2 separate regions of the Gossypium hirsutum genome follow, and region 2 is linked to region 1. A link is a contact called in public Hi-C data. All regions are on one chromosome and are shown on one strand. The core of a region is the stretch at or near the end of the contact, and the rest is flanking DNA. Distances in the headings are between cores, read along the strand shown.

Region 1 (4,120 bases), core at 1,141-3,640:
TTGATAGATGACATATTAGTCTTTCAATCAGTTTGATCCTTTCCGATTATACTAAAGACATGTTTGGATTATCTATTGATATAAGTTGTATTTTCTTATTACGATCCGACCAAGTAATACCACTTAATACTAGTTAAACGTTAGATAATCTATGAGCCAATATTTATTTTCATTTTTCATTGCAAGCAAAAACCATTAAGGAAAATACACAAAGAATATTAATGTAATCAATGAATACTTTATTAAACTAATTTGTTCAAAAAATACAAGTATACATAGATGAAAATACTACACTAAGGGCATTAATTCCAACAGTCTCCCCTTTACCTTAGCGAGGTAGATGAGTCATGTTTCTTATTCCCATGCCCTTTACATGTTTCTCAAAACTCCTAGCCACCTAAGTCTTGCTAAACAGATCCACAAGGTTGTCCTCTAATGTGACTTTGACTACATCCTTTATTTTGTCCATTGCTGCCTCTCTTTTAATTTAATACTTTCTATCAATGTGTTTTGTGCTCTTGTTGTTTCTAGTTTCCTTGGTGTTAGCTATTGATGCATTATTATCAGAATATAGTGTGATAGCTTTTTTCATACTAAGAACGACTTCAAAATTCGTAAAGATTTTCCGAAGCCATATTGCTTCTTTTATTACTTTAGAAGCAACCATATATCGACCTCTATAGTATAGTAAATAGTACAACCATGCTTCACACTTCTCCACACTGTAGACCCACCACGTAGGACAAATATATAGCCCAATGTTGATTTCATCAAATCTCAACACGTTTGGAAGTCAGAAATAGTATAACCGATAGGAGTGAGATCTCCTCTAGAATATAAAAGCATATAATCCATCATTCTTCATAACTACTTGATTATATGCTTAACAACTTAGGTATATGGTTGCCTTTGTGTCGTTGAACTGATTTTAAAAATGTAATCTTAGTAGTAGGCAAATGTTTAGAAATTGAGGCACTGCCTCTTTTAGAAATTTTTTCTTTTCCGTAGGGTCTTGCGAGAACCATTCACCTTGATTTGCTTCTCTACATGGATTGCTAGCTTGCAAACATCATCAAAATTCCAATAAGGTTGTGATTGGACAACATCACCGACCTCTTGACAAAAATCACCAAGATACCAAGTGATCATTTGCTCTTCAATCTCCACATTTCATCATGAGATGCACAAATTCAATAGTGTATTACTTTACCAACAATTCATGATGTTTGGAACTAAGAAATTGCTAGAAAGAATCTTGCCTATAATTTGTAAGAAACTTTCTTTTAAGCTTTCTTTTCGTTTTTCAATTTTCTCATGAGGTTTTATTAAAATTTCCTCCAAATGCATGCATACTTTTTCAACTTGATGGTTACCAAGTTGACTCGACATAGTCATTCTATATATTTTAGAACAAAATGGTTCCTGCTATTCAAAATTAACCAATACCTTATCACCATTAGACATGTTCATGGGCCAGGCTACCTGCCCAAACCTGAAGGCCCGTCCGAAATTTAGGTGGGTTTGGGCAAAAAAATTAAGCCTGAAAAATGGGCTTGGATAAAAAAATTAGGCCCGTTTTGAAATATAGACTGGGCTTGAGTTTGAACATTTAAGGCCCAATCTCGGCCCGACCCGAGCCATTTTAAGTTTATAATACTTTATATTATTTTATTTTTATATATTAGAACACATTAAAAAAATAAACCTATACTAAATATATAATACTACTCTAATGTAAACATTAAAACAATGTTAAGATGATTATAAAAAAATTCAATAAATAAAAAATTGTATAAAATTATTAAATATTAAAATAAAATAAAATAAATATTTATTTTTAAAAAATTAAATAATAATATGGGTGAGCTTAAAATGGGCTTGAGTTAACCTTTTACAAATATGGGCGAGTTTAGAGAAAATTTTAAGCCAAAATTTCGGGTCAGGCCAAACTTAAGTAAACATAAAGTATGTTAATATCATATTTAAGCTCAAACCCGGGCCGACCCGGCCATGAGCACATCTAATAACCACAGATTCCCGTTAATTATTCAAAGCACTTCAAATAACAACCGTGCTAGCAAAGGTGTGGGGACTTTAGCATGCAATAAGCCTCAAGTCTGCTAAAGTAAATATCTAAAAAAGATCAAAGAGATCCATGTTTGTTTAAACCTAGCCTGACCCGAGCATGAGTACCTTTAATCACCACAGATTCCCGTTAATTATTCAAATCACTTCAAATAACAACCATGCTAGCAAAGGTGTGGGGACTTTAACATGCAATAAGCCTCAAGTCTGCTAAAGTAAATATCTAGAAAAGATCAAAGAGATCCATGTTTGTTGTTAGGGCATTATTTTAGGAGCTATGAGCCCATTAAGATATTTTCTGTCGAAAGAAGAGCCCAGAACCGGGCATCTTCCCATATTACGTATCCAAGGTTTCAGCCTCACAAATTTTGAGATGTATGAAGGGCAACTTTGCAAAAGTTTTCACTCTCCTCGCGAATTCCCATCAATTTTTTGTCTCTGTGGAAAGTGAAAAGGAGAATGTCTTCTTTAGGCACTTCAAAGGGTGTTCTTGAAATCGCCAAATTCGGTCTCTATGTTACGATCCCTATCGTTCTTATGTACACTTTCGCCAACAACACCAAGAATCTCCAGAAATTTATGGGAAATGTATACTCTCTTTTATCTCTTCTTCTCTTTGTGTTGTATCTTTTTTCTTTTCAAATTTTTAGTTGGTCGGATTTGTCTGACTCGTTGAACTCTGTGACAGATTGAGAGTTTTTTTTATATCTGGATTAGGCTTGAAATTGGAACAAAGTTTAATACTCATTCGAACTTTTTTGAAATTTGGGCCTCTTTATAACTGAACATTCTGGATTGTGGCAATAGGTATTTGTAAGAAAGCAGTGTTTTGGTAACTTGGTTTGTTGGTTCATAAAGTAAATGGAAGAATGCAATTAGATCTTCTGTATCTATGATCATGTATTTTCTGCAATATAATCATGTTTAACATACTTTATACTTATACAAAATTGATATGCTAAAAGTTTGTATTATATAGATTTCGAGATATTCGTTTTCATGTTACTTTTTATGTTGTGTCATGTTTTTATGCTGTGGTTTTGTTATTTTTTCTGTGATATGCTCATGCTAATCAACTTAAAAAATATATATGCAGGGATCCTATTAACCCTGTTCTTGTTAAATTATAAAAAGAATCTCTTTGTAATTTGATAACCGGTTAGATAACTTGTTTTGGTCTGGCAATAAATAGGAATTCTGTATTTCAACATCGCCTGTAGATTGGAATGTTGAGAACTGTGATTTTCTAGTATAGGTTTATTCTACGATTTGTTTTTTCTTACATGAATCATATTGATGCTCTATAAAGGTTAGTTATGTTATATATCTGCCTATTTGCAGATTTTAGTTAGGGTAAACTATATCATTAGTCATTAAATTTAATTAAGTTTTCGTTTTGGTCACTTAACTAAAAAAAGTTATAATTTAGTTATTGAACTATTTGAAAGTTTTTATTTAAGTCACTGAACTATTTAAAAGTTTTTATTTAAGTCGCTGAACTATTATCTTTTCTTTTTTAAAAGTTCTATCAGTGAGCTCCAAGTGACGATTCGACAATCGGTACGGTAGATCAGTACCTATCGACAAGTAGGATAATATACCTTAGATCCAATTCAATTTGATGGTCAATGTTAGAGATTAGAGAAAAAAGTTGTTTGATTTTTGGTTCATAGATCCGTGACGTCCAAAGCTGTTTAATGAAAAAAAAATTGAACTATAAAAGAGAAGTGGAAAGAGGGTTTTTTATTAGTGCAAGCAGTGTAAACAAAGAAAGCCACTGAGTATCGATTTTAATAGCTCAATGACTTAAATGAAAACTTTTGAACAGTTCAATGAGTAAATTGTAACTTTTTTTTAGTTAAGTGATCAAAACGAAAATTTACTCATAATTTAGTGACTAATGGTGTAGTTTACCCTTTTAGTTATTCAATTAGCGTCCATTCTCTTGTTAAGGATTTCAAGTCTACCTGTTTTCCTTGGTACGAAATGATTTCTTATTCGAGCCTAAATGACTTCTGTTTTCCTTTAATGTGAA
Region 2 (4,120 bases), core at 457-2,956, 220 kb after region 1:
TAAAGGAAATCTAGTGTGACAAGTTCTAAATTTCTATATTGTTTTCAACTTTTTTATTTATAAAATATTATTTATTTCAAACATTACTTACATTCAATATGTTATATATTTTATTATTTATTATTTATTTTTAATCCAGAAAAAATTAAACATGTGAAATTACATGCAACGCCATGCGCCATTAGAAACTAGTATATATAAAAGTACAAGTTTTAAAAAAACTTTTAAACTGACGAGAATACCCTTTACTTTCCATCATATTACTAAATTCACATTTTTTTTAAAATGAAGTAAAATAGAAGTTGAGATAATTATATATTTAAAAATAATTATAATTTAATCAGAGTTGTGATAATTATTACATATTTAAAATATTAAAATTTAATTTCTACTTATTAGTTAAAAATATTATTCTAATTTTAAAATAAAATTAGGGGTGAGCGTTTGATTGAATTGAGTCAAATCGAGTGAAAAAACTTCGAGTTAAGCGAGTTGGCAAATCATATTTTATCATCCTAACTCAATTTGAAATTTTTTCGAACCGAGTCTCCAAATCAAGTCGAGTGAAATGTTATTCAAGTCGAGTTGAATCAAGTAAAATTGTTCGAGTTAAATTAAAAAAATTAAACATGTCAAATTAAAATTTTGTTACAAATTACAATATAACTAATTCCATGTTAGAGCACATAAATTTGAAACCATATATATTTGAAAATATTTTCAAAGGAAAATAATAAAAAATAAGATACTTTATGATAAACTTGAATCATTAATTAACTTATTTAGGTCCCAAAATTATTATTTTAGAAAATTTTAAAATTTTTAACTTTCTTTATATATTCTTTAGAATTTTTTTAAAAAAATCATAATTTTTTGAAAAAATATAAAATTTGGAATTTTATAAATATTTTAAATTTTTAAAATTATTTTGAATTTTTAAAATTATTTTAATTTTTTTGTAATTTTTGTTGAGAGATATCAATTTGCGCATTTTCAAAATTAACAGAGACCAAAGCGGTATTTATACCAATCTGCTATTTAAATTACTCGAGTTATTCAAATTGTAAAATTCAACTCGACTCGAACTTCGAAACTCGAAACTCGAAACTCAAATTACTTATTCGAGTTTACTTGAATAACTCGATTCGATTAACTCAAAATTTGAAAAAAAAAATTGATTTTTTCGAATCAAACCAAGTTTTGCTCACCCTTAAATAGAATGGTTACTTGAATAGAACTATAAGCATAAAATATATGAAAAAAATTGTGATAATTATAATTAAATTTAAAATATTAGTTAAAAATTTTGATGTAAAAAATTTGTGCTAATTTTATTTATGTAAAATAGAATTATTGCTTGAATAGAATTCTAAACATCTTAATTATCACTTAATTAATATATAAGAGTTAATTAGGTTAATCAATTTTTTTTCAATAATTTTTTTTGCATTAATTACATAAAGTAAAATTATAACATAGGTTGAATATAATAAAAATACTTTAATTATTATTGAAAATTTTGTATTGTAATATTTGAAGTGATAAGTTAATATAATTTAATTGTATTTAATAATTCAAATAAAAAATTATTTTACAGTAATTAAAAATATAATATTTAAAAATTAATTAAATATTAAACGTTTAAAATTACATCAAGGGATCATCATAAACTAGCTTAAATAAAAAAGAGGCTGCCATTTGAAAATTTAATAACTTAACAATTTAGTCGTAAGTCCCACACGCAAATCGAACATGACCAACGAAAACCTAAAAAGACCAGGGAAGTGAATAAATGACAAAGTTGCAGCTGCTGTATCCTCTAGGGTTGGGTCTGGGTGGGCCTTTCTGCTTTATCAATTTTTGTAGGAGAGGCTTCCAAACGATCCCGTTGTCCGGCGGCGCCTCCCCTGCCAAGGCAAGTGCCAAAACCTACTCCAGTTGTACTGGTATGCACCCAAAAGTAAAGTATTGGTATTACAATAAGTTTGTTGCCTGCAGATGTCAACGGAGTTCTATTCGTTCGGGCCATATAAGATAGACCCCAAGGAAGTCTTCTACTCCACCCCCCTTTCCTATGCCATGGTCAACCTCCGTCCTGTTGTTCCTGGTAATTACTTCTTCTAATTAGCTGCCAACCACCACGCTGTCCTGCAATCATTTGTCAATCTTCGTTGATTTCCCCTTTTATTTTTCATTTGCAGGTCATATCCTTTTTCACTCGGGCATTTAAATCCAATCATTTTGTGTTATATGTATATGATTTTGGCCTACCAATAGGAAGAGTAGTTTTCTTTCCAATCATTAGAAATTGTCTTCTGATATGCCTGCTTTTATATAAACTACTAATCCGCAGGACACTCATTTAGTCTTGATATTAAACATGCTGTACCTCCGAGATTGAGCACTCATGGAGGATTTTTTTCTTAATCCTAATGATGGGGTTGTCTTATCCTATTGTTTGTTGGTAAGACACAATGTCTTAAAACTGTTCATATGGAAACTTGCGACTGAAAAATTTTGTTTTAGGAAGCATCCAGCCTGGGCAGCGAAGTGTTGATGGCACGTATGCAGACACCCATATATGTATGTATGGATTTTTGTATGTACGTAGAATTCATGAACAATTTTAGGAAGATGCGAAAGAAACTGTCTGACAAAATTGTTCTAACTATATATATCCAAAACATTACATGCTAAAATGTTCTCGAAATATATGCTGCATTTATTTAATCTAAGTGGGAATGGTTATGATCGCATTTGTTAGGAAACCATGAATATTCGTACAAAGAACATTCATGCTTGAATTTGGTTTCTTTAACATTGTCTACATGTACTTGTCTGCCCAAGGCGTGAAGTTAAGCGATTTGCTGATCTCACTGTTGAAGAGACCCAAGATTTATGGCTAACAGCTCAGAAGATTGGTGGAAGACTTGAGTGCTTCCATAAGGCGTCATCACTCACTTTTACCATCCAAGTAACAGAGAATGGGACTTGATATATTACTTCTGATCAAGTGTACATATGGTTTTTATGCCTCAGTGTTGTCATAGTAGATGAAATTGTTTTTTCAATCATATTGTTGCTTTCATATTATATGTTGGCCCTTTTTTAATTTTATTTACCGTCCCTGTCTGTATGTAGCAGACGTGATAAAAATGTGGATCCCTTTGTTCATGGTTTTATTAATCTGATGTTCTTTTTTGCTAACATTTTGTTTTTCCTTCATGTTTTTGCTTCCAAATCTTGCATATAATCTCTTTCACCGAGATGCCTTTACTAGAGTTTGGTTTTATTATTTTCCTAAATTTGTAAAATTTACATCCTAATCATAATTCTTTTGGCCTAGTCAGCCCTTTCAATTTGGGATGACCTCTACTTTGGTATTTGTGATTTTAATTTCAACTCTTTCCATGCCTTGGCTGTGTACCTCACGTTAACTACTATATCCCATTTCATGTTTTAGTTAATGTTTTCTCATGCAATAACCAACAATTCAGTGTGTTTAAGTGGTCATTTGAGAATGAAAAATATGCTGTATTATAGAAAATTGAATGGGAGAATGTTATGGTGTGATACTGTGGAAGTTCTTGTTCTCACCTTGGGTTAACGCTGCTGCTGCTTGGTAAATAGCATTTTTTTTTATGGATCAGTAAAGACTAGCATGCGTTGGTTTTTACTGTAGGATGGGCCAAAGGCAGGGCAGACAGTTCCCCATGTTCACATTCATATACTTCCAAGGAAAGATGGTGACTTTGAGAGGAATGATGAAATTTATGATGAAGTAAGATGGATTCTCTTATTAGCTTAGCATTTATTATCTATAAAATTTGATATCTTGTGTTTTATCTGTCTGCCGTTCATGGTGTAGATAGATGTGAAAGAGAACGAACTGAAGGAAAAGCTCAACTTAGATAAAGAAAGGAAGGACAGAAGCCTGGAAGAGATGTGTAAAGAAGCTGAGGAATACAGGTCTCTTTTCGTCTAGCAATCTTAAGCCTGACTGTTATGTTGCATATGTACCAACTGCAGTTTTCATTCAGGTGCCTGGATGAAGAATATTATGTAGTTAGTTTATATTCAGTATGTAATTACTTTGGTCATCATTTATGTGATGAAATAA

What was found. Hi-C and Micro-C count contacts between places; a contact is called where the count stands out from the background.
Region 2: a contact with region 1 is called in a Hi-C map of leaf, with 2.9 times the contacts expected there. The contact joins the promoter of LOC107915004 here to the promoter of LOC107915009 in region 1. A contact is called at or near these places in 5 of 34 Hi-C or Micro-C datasets (callus, hypocotyl, leaf and 1 more).

Annotation. Positions count from the first base shown.
Region 1 is chrD10:33,391,343-33,395,462 of Gossypium_hirsutum_v2.1, forward strand. It overlaps LOC107915009, which reads left to right and starts at 2,391. Exons shown (of 2, transcript XM_016844099.2): 1 at 2,391-2,673. The coding sequence starts at 2,545.
Region 2 is chrD10:33,613,030-33,617,149 of Gossypium_hirsutum_v2.1, forward strand. LOC107915004 (bifunctional bis(5'-adenosyl)-triphosphatase/adenylylsulfatase FHIT) reads left to right here and starts at 1,707. Exons shown (of 5, transcript XM_016844096.2): 1 at 1,707-1,915; 2 at 1,999-2,109; 3 at 2,828-2,974; 4 at 3,683-3,781; 5 at 3,873-4,120. The coding sequence starts at 1,793. The coding sequence ends at 3,878.